Regions from separate parts of the Capra hircus genome. Here region 1 is linked to region 2. A link is a contact called in public Hi-C data. All regions are on one chromosome and are shown on one strand. Each heading gives the region's core, a stretch centred on a gene start, on an enhancer-like site or on the middle of the called end of the contact. The rest is flanking DNA. Distances are from core to core; before and after follow the strand shown. Region 1 overlaps ARMC3 (armadillo repeat-containing protein 3). Region 2 holds the start of DNAJC1 (dnaJ homolog subfamily C member 1).

What was found. Hi-C and Micro-C count contacts between places; a contact is called where the count stands out from the background.
Region 1: a contact with region 2 is called in a Hi-C map of blood, with 4 times the contacts expected there. The contact joins the enhancer-like site here to the promoter of DNAJC1 in region 2. A contact is called at or near these places in 2 of 5 Hi-C or Micro-C datasets (blood and liver).

Annotation. Positions count from the first base shown.
Region 1 is chr13:23,407,433-23,411,775 of ARS1.2, reverse strand. The region is part of intron 9 of ARMC3 (armadillo repeat-containing protein 3); the gene reads right to left. Among named protein-coding and RNA genes, the nearest start is that of ARMC3, 51 kb to the right of the region's middle. Within about 2 kb of position 2,970, at least 1 of the 5 cell types and tissues checked has an H3K27ac peak or open chromatin away from gene starts, as enhancers often do.
Region 2 is chr13:22,556,080-22,560,182 of ARS1.2, reverse strand. DNAJC1 (dnaJ homolog subfamily C member 1) reads left to right here and starts at 2,406. Exons shown (of 12, transcript XM_018057082.1): 1 at 2,406-2,948. The coding sequence starts at 2,748.

The sequences.
Region 1 (4,343 bases), core at 1,721-4,220, 850 kb before region 2:
TTTATATCATATATGTAAATAGAAGTGAAGTTTGACATGTCATGTCTGTCAATTTATTACCAAGTCCTGACTATTTCCCTCCTCTGTATTTCTCAAATCCCTCCCTTTCCTCCATCTCCATCTCTCCCTCTGAATCCAATCCAATATCCTTTCTTATGGATTGATGTAAGTTCTCTCCTAACACACTTTCTCCCTCATCCACTCCAAACTTTTCTCCATCTTACAGTTAAGTGATTTGAAATATATATATATATACACATATATTCATACAGGTATTGATACAAAGATACATATATTTATTTGGCTGCACTGAGTCTTACTCGCCACACATGGGATCTGCCTTCTAAACCTTAGTTGCAGCACATGGGATCTAGCTCCCTGGCTAGGGATCAAGCCTGGGCCCCCTGCGTTGGGAGCACTGATGCAGGTGGACCACTGGACCACCAGAGAAGTTACTGAAGTGACTGAAATGTTTTCACATTTATACTTTTATTGGAGTATAATTGCTTTACAATGTTGTGGTAGTTTCTGCTGTATGATGAAGTGAATCAGCTACATGTATACATCATCCCCTCCTTCTTGAGCCTCCCTCCCACCCCTCGCTTCCCATCCATCTAGGTCATCAGAGCATGACCATGAGCTCCCTGCGCTATGCTGAAGATTCCCACCAACTATTTGCTTTGGCACAATGGTAAAGAATCCACCTGTCAGTGCAGGAGACACAAGAGAAGCAGGTTTGATCCCTGGGTCAGGAAGATCCCCTGGAGTAGGAAATGACAAGCCACTCCAGCATTCTTGCCTAAAAAATTCCATGGACAGAGGAGCCTGGTAGGCTACAGTCCATGGGGTCACAAAAGAGTCAGACACAATTGACTGTCAAACCTCATCTCCCAGTTCATCCCACCCTCCCTGCCCCACCTCATGTCCACACACCTGTTCTCTATGTCTGCATCTCTATTCGGGCCCTGGAACCAGGTTCATTTGTACCATTTTCCTAAATTCTGCATACATGTGTTAATATATAGGTATCTGTTTTTCTCTTTCTTAGCCATAAAAGGGAATGAAATTGGGTCATTTGAAGAGATTTGGGTGGACCTGGAGTCTGTCAAAACAGAGTGAAGTAAAGTTACTTTTTAAATAATATAATCATATTTCTCCTCTACTTAAAGCTTCCACCATTGCCCATTGCTCAGGATAAAGCCCCAGATTTCATGTGTCCTCTGAGGTTAAGCATGAGTTGACCCTGTTCTCCTTCACCCCCACGCTCCCCTGCCACCTCTCCCTGTTGCTTCATCCCAGCCAGGCCTTTCTGGCAACCTTGCCAGGCTCCTTGTCACCTCAGGGTGTCCTCACACTCTGGTCCCCCTGCCTGGACATTTCTTCCCCCAATAATTCCCATTCCTCTTTCAAAGTTCAACACTAACATCTCCTCCTCAAGGAAGCATTTCTTGACCCCCAAACTAGGTCTTGGAGAAGGCAATGGCAACCCACTCCAGTACTCTTGCCTGGAAAATCCCATGGGAGGAGCCTGGTAGGCTGCAGTCCATGGGGTGGCTAAGAGTCGGACACAACTGAGTGGCTTCACTTTCACTTTTCACTTTCATGCATTGGAGAAGGAAATGGCAACCCACTCCAGTGTTCTTGCCTGGAGAATCTCCGGGACGGGGGAGCCTGGTGGGCTTCCGTCGGTGAGGTTGCACAGAGTCGGACATGACTGAAGCGGCTTAGTAGCAGCAAACTAGATCTTCTTTTTCACGTAAGTTCAGAGCATGCATTTGCTAAACATAAACGTTTCTTTTTGTTTAAAAAAAAACGAGATTTGGGTACAAACGTTCACAGTCAGAGAATAGTAACCATCTCAAAATATTATTTCACGGCATATGTTATGGAAAGGAATTCAACACAAAGTTTTTTTTTTTGTATTAAGTCCCCAAGCCCGACAGTGAAAAAGCACTTACAGCAGGGCGCTAAGAATACTAAGGAGAAATGCATTTGCACAGACAGCATCTATTTTATGCCTCCTTGTATTTACTACGCTGTTTCACGTCTGTGTGCCTTTGCACTCATGCTCGCTTTGCCCCAGATGCCCTGCCCTATTTCTCCCACACCTCTGCCTGAGGACCACTAGCTCAACCTGCAAAACCAGCTCACTTGCCCTTTCCTGGGTGAAGTTATCCACATCCATTACTGCCCCTCCTTATTAATCACCCTGCCTCTGTGTCTGCCTGGTATCTACTTCTCAGCCAGGCTGCGAGTCTTTTTATATCCTCAGTGCTGAGAAGATCAATATATTTTAATTGACTTGAATCACCTCAAGGGGAGTGATGAGAACCTCTTGCAGGTGTTGAGAAACACAGAGGGAAAAGTACTCAGCTCAGTTTTAAGTTCACAAGAAGGGAGAGGACTCAGTAGTATGGGGATCTCCACTAGTATCACTTAAACAGCTCCTCTTGAAAGCAGGTTATTTCCTCCTCACCCCTGGGCTTCTCTAATTATACAGTGAAGTCATTTTTATAGGAAGTGTAATAGAATCTTGCGCTTGACACAGTGTCTTTGGGATCTACTCCTTTCAGGTATCAAGGGATGTGGATATTCTGTCTTTGCCGACAGGGTGGACTGTTTATTTGGGCTCTGTCATCGGAGGACATGATTTGGTACCTCTCGGATGTTGATTCTTGCTGCTGTCGGGAGGCTCACATTTAACCCATCTGCAAAGGCTGGTTACATGAATCAAGGGTGACCTTGGGCCGCACGGAAAATCTGTTTAACAGAGCCCACATACCGGGGAATATGTGGAACCCGATGGAACAGATGGTAATATTGGCAATCAGAACCTTGTTTGTTAACAGTGATTACAACCATTCCCACCAGCACGGCTTTTCATATGTCTCCGTGAGGTTTGTCACACCAAAGCAAGACATATTGGTGGCAGGCACGCTGCGAGCGGGGCGGGGAGGTGCATGTGCCCCAATGGCTGGGGGCTGGCGAGTTTAATTGCGGGTTCCCGCGAGTCTATACAGGTGCGAGGCGGGTGGGGCGCGGGCCACTAAAATAAACAGATCTCCTGGTTATCAGAGCCAGATTTGGAATGCTGTGAACAGGATTCCTGACTCTCATTCCAGCCAGCTTTTCAAAGGTAATGACCTGAGAAGTCGAGGGTGTTCGTTAAATTGATCGATTTCTGAGTCCCAAACAGCCGTCATTCCGAGGCAGCCCCACAGCTGCAGAAGACAAAGAAATGTGTCCCCCAACTCTGGCTGAACCCCAGAATTGACAAAAGTAGCCAAGAGATTGTCTCTTTTCAAAGAAATATTTAAAGACGTTTATCCTGTAGTAAGGGACAGAATCATGATTAAACTGCAGGCAAAAATCTTAAAGAATGTAAAGTAACATTATTATTAAACTGAAACCCAGCCATAAAAAACAAACGGAGGAAGCTTTGCGTCCTATAGCAAAATAAGGGGGAAAAAATGCAAAATAAAATTTTTTAAGTATGTGAAATCAAATTGTTTCCATCATACTGAGGTGCCCTAGCAAGTATGATTTGGGGGCTTCCAGGGCATGCTTTTAACTACAGTTGCTGCAACATCACGATTTTTCAAGAGAAAACTGCTACTCAAAAGGAGTCGAGTACACCCTAATCCAGCCCCTCCACAGAGAACACGCAGGTTTTTTTTTTTTTTTTTTTTTACCAATTATGAGGCAGTCAGTCAAGGTGCAGGGAAATCAAACGTAATTTTCTTACAAGTGACATGGAATCTTTATTGACCTGTCTGTTCAATCAGGATACCTCACTTCCATACATGCCACCTTCTGTCTCAAAAAGCTGCAATGCCTGCCAATAATAAACTAGATGCCATCAGGAAAGAACAACTGTCTTCATTTAACATGGCTGACTTGTCTCCTGATAAAATAGGAATAACGGTCAAGGTGTTAGAACATTCATAATAAGTGGCTTCTGCAGCTACCAAATGTTTCTGTTTAGCCTGGAAGTCAGTCTGTTTACATATCTGGATGTGACAGGGGCCACAATCCCAAAGTAATTAGAGATACCACGTTTTTTATTTTCTTAACTAAATAATAAGGATGCTGAAATCTCTAGAGTGACTGCACATTAAAAAACAAAACAAAACACCACTGGCCATTGCCAGGACTACCCTCAGCTCATCAGCTCTAATGTTGCTTCTTCGGAGAGACCCTCTTTGATGAGCTGTGTCATTCCTGTGACTCCTTCCACAACCCTGTTGTCATGCATGCCCCTCTCTATGATATCATGCTGTTTTATTTAATCCATACTGTTACCGCCTCTGAAATTACCTTACAATTACTCATGTGTTGTCTGT
Region 2 (4,103 bases), core at 1,157-3,656:
ATTCTCCAGGCAAGAACATTGGAGTGGGATGCCATTTCCTTCTCCAAGGCCTGAAAGTGAAAAGTGAAAGTGAAGTTGCTTAGTCGTGTCTGACTCTTCGCGACCCCATGGACTGCAGCCTACCAGGCTCCACTGTCCATGGGATTTTCCAGGCAAGAGTACTACTAGAGTGGGGTGCCATTGCCTTCTCCTAATTGAATGCTAGCATATGTTATGTATTGTGCTCAGTCCTGGGGAGAAACAGAAAAGGTGATATCCCTTGCTATGGACTGAATGTTTGTGTCCTACCCGAATTCCTATGTTGATGTCCTAATTCCCTATATGATGGTATTTGAGGTGCAATCTTTGGGAGGTAATTAGGTTTAGCTGACGTCATGATGGTGGAGCCCAAGTTGTGGGGTACAGTTCAGTTCAGTCACTCAGTCATGTCCGACTCTTTGTGACCCCATGGACTGCAGCACGTCAGACCTCCCTGACCATCACCAACTCCTGAAGCTTGCTCAAACTCATGTCCATCGAGTCAGTGATGCCATCCAACCATCTCATCCTCTGTCATCCCCTTCTCCTCCTGCCTTCAGTCTTTCCCACAATCAGGGTCTTTTCTGATGAGTCGGTTCTTTGCATCAGGTGGCCAAAGTATTGGAATTTCAGCTTCAGCATAAGTCCTTCTAATGAATATTCAGGACTGATTTCCTTTAGGATGGATTGGTTGGATCTCCTTGCAGTCCAAGGGACTCTCAAGAGTCTTCTCCAACACCACAGTCCAAAAGCATCAGTTCTTCAGCGCTCAGGTTTCTTTATAGTCCAACTCTCACATATGACTACTGGAAAAACCATAGCTTTGACTAGACAGACCTTTGTTGGCAAAGTAATGTTTCTGCTTTTTAATAGACTGTCTAGGTTGGTCATAGCTTTTCTTTCAAGGAGCAAGCGACTTTTAATTTCATGGCTGCAGTCACCATCTGCAGTGATTCTGGAGCCCAAGAAAATAAATCTCTCACTGTTTCCATTGTTTCCCCATCTATTTGTCATGAAGTGATGGGACTGCATGCCATGATCTTCGTTTTTTGAATGTTGAGGTTTAAGCCAACTTTTTCACTCTCTTCTTTCACTTTCATCAAGAGGCTCTCTAGTTCTTCGCTTTCTGCATAAGAGGAAACACTAGATCTCTGTCCCCCTCCCCCACACTGCCACCATGTGAAGGTATAAGAAAGAAGTCCTCTGAAACCTGGAAGAGGGTTCTCACCAGAACTTGACCATGCTGACATCCAGTTTGTGGTATATTGAGCAGCCTTTGAAGAGGGTTTGAGCAGCCCTTGAGTACTAAGATACCCCTGTTCTTGTATCTTTGAAAGTTAAGCCTCACTATGAATTTAAAATAGGATTAATTCAAGCATTATATTGTATTATTTTTAAGCATTCATAACTATTTAAAAATATTTTTTAAACTCTACAGTAATAAAAGGATTTAAGTAAGATTTACCTCCTGGATACTGTTCTTCTAACCTCTGTCAAACACAACACTTTTTACTATGAAAGTTTTATTATTATCCTATTGAGCTTAATTCAACTGGTGGGATCCAAAATGAGAAAAAGGAGATCAAACTCTCAAAACTGCTAAAGCACCCTGAGTTATTCAAGGATTTATTTGTTCCCTTCTACTTCCTCAGCAAGAGTAGGGAGTCAGGGAGGAGAAATGTGAGAAAGCTAAGAAGAAAATAAGCTTCACACAAAAGAAAGCAATAGTGGTGAGGGGATAAAAAGAATAGGAAATGAGACATCGGTGGGAAAGAGAGAAGGTTTTTAGCTTAAATGTCTTTAATAACAGACGTCAACTGGGTAAAGAGCACCAACTGTAAATGGGCTAACGTCGATAAGCTTCACTTACCCTTAAGATTTTGAATGTCTGTCATGCTTATTACTTTCTACCTGGTTGTCTATTTTGTAGTATTATGCCTGTAAATATTATTTCATTATCAGAAGCATACTTTTTGTCTTGGTTCAAATTTTATCTCTTCTTCACCTCTCTTAAAAGGAAACTTCAGACTCCTCACTAGATTTGCCCCTTTCAAGCCCTGGGTTCAATTCCTCCTGTATTTTGGGGGATGGAATAATGAAATGTATGAAACAGAGGCTGTAATCAAAAATTCAGTTTTCAAATATGCTTTTAGTTTTCAATATCCGGGGGAGGATAAGAAGGTAGCTGTTTCACGGATGCGTGGGACGTTCCAGATAGATGCGCGATGTCTGTAACTGTTCACGTCCCTTAATCTGTGCCAATAGCCGTATGGCTCCGCGGAGAGAAGCGGTTTGCTGAGGCCCAGGTCTGGGGCTCCGGCTACCCTACTTCCGGCCCCGCCTCCTCTCCCGCGGTTGCTAGGAGACGTGATGTCACCGGAAACGAGGCCTGGGATAGGCTGAGGCGAGGGGAAGCCTCTCCCCCTTTCGCCGAGCTACCTAAACGCCCGGCGCTGGCTCGCCAGCTGTTTGTAGGCCTGGGTAAAGGGTGAGGGTCCGCGGGGGTAGGGCCGCCCGCGGCTCCGTCTGCGCTCTCACTGGACGAAGCGTCCGCCGTCTTCCGCCGCCCCTGCCTTCTGTCCAGGACCGGGCGCTGGGCGGGAGACTCCGGGGCGGCTGCCCGTGCTTCTGACTGACAAGCAGTGTTCCCACAGTCTGCTCTGCCCGCCACGTCCCCGGGTCTCGGCCGACGGCTCTGCGCGGCGGCTGACCTCTCCGAGCCCGGCGCGATGACAGCGCCCTGCTCCCGGCTGGCCCGGGTTCCTCCGCGCCGCCGGCCGGGACTCGTGCCGTTCCCGCCGCCGCTGCTGCTGCTGCTGCTGCTGGCGGCCGCGGGGCCGGCGCACGGCTGGGAGAGCGGAGACCTGGAGTTATTTGACTTGGTGGAGGAGGTGCAGCTCAACTTCTACCAGTTCCTCGGGGTGCAGCAGGTAAGTGGGGCCGCCCGCTCGCTCGAAGGCTGCATCTCCCGGGCAGAAACGTGCAGGTCGGGGCGGAAAGGAGGGGGTGGGGCGGGCTCTGACCAGGTTTTCTCGGAGCCGGGCTCGCGGGGCAAGATTTGGTCGTCCTGGGCTCGGCTGCCGTCCTCTGTCCGATTGACCACGGTCTTCTAACCTGCCTCAGAGGGAACGGCCTGCCTTCCCCAGTCCCTCACCGCCCGGGTTCCCTTCTCAAGTTCCGGTCTCCGTGACAGGCTGGACGGTGCCACCAGCCTGGGGTGAGGATCCCTTCTCTTTCCTCTGCCATTCTGGGGGAGATCCTTGCACCCTGCTGTGCTGCAGGAAGGAGGAGTGGTGGGGGTAGATCTTTGACTCTTAAACCCCTTCTCTTCCTGCCTCTCTGATTGTGGAAAGGTAGTCGTGTCTCCCTGTAGATTTTCACCTTCCCAGTTACCCTTATCCTTTTAAGAGCCTCCTTTCCTGTCTTTCCGGAAAGGTAGGAATGCCTTTTAGTTGGCGTCTGGGTTGCAGAAGTTTTTCTCGCACTGTACTTTGTAATGTGTGTAGCCTGTTGGATTAGGCATTCGTAGCCCCGTTTAGAAATCTGCAGGAGCTTGAAGCCTCTACCGTGTTGTTCGGGAAGTCGGAGAAGGAGCCGTCAAGTGCTGGGGCAGTAGAGACACTTGGGGTGCTCCAGGAAGAGGAGCTCAGCCAGTAGCACAGGATCGTTTTCTTTTTCTTTTCGTTTCCTTTCCTTCTTCAGCTCGACTTGAACTTGTCCTTTTTTTTTTTTTCTGATTGCTTTCACTCTGGGAGTGCTGAATGACTCTTACTGAGAGGATGCCATTTCACTGGTTTAACGATTATGCGGTGAAAGAATTTGAGACCTTCTGATTGAGCCCTTCATAAAAATGCTTTGAATAGTAAGGGGGCAAAAAGGTTTTAATGTTTACCCACAACTGTTATTCAGGGCACACTTGCCGTGACCAGAGGTCAAATGTACATTTCGCCCCAACAGGTTATCATAAATGTGTGTGAACTGTTCAGCTTAACACCAAATGGAAATTTACTTTTCAATTAAATATAAATGAATATAAAAATGCTGTTGCTGCGGCACCATGACTTTAACGAGTTTCAATTTTGTAA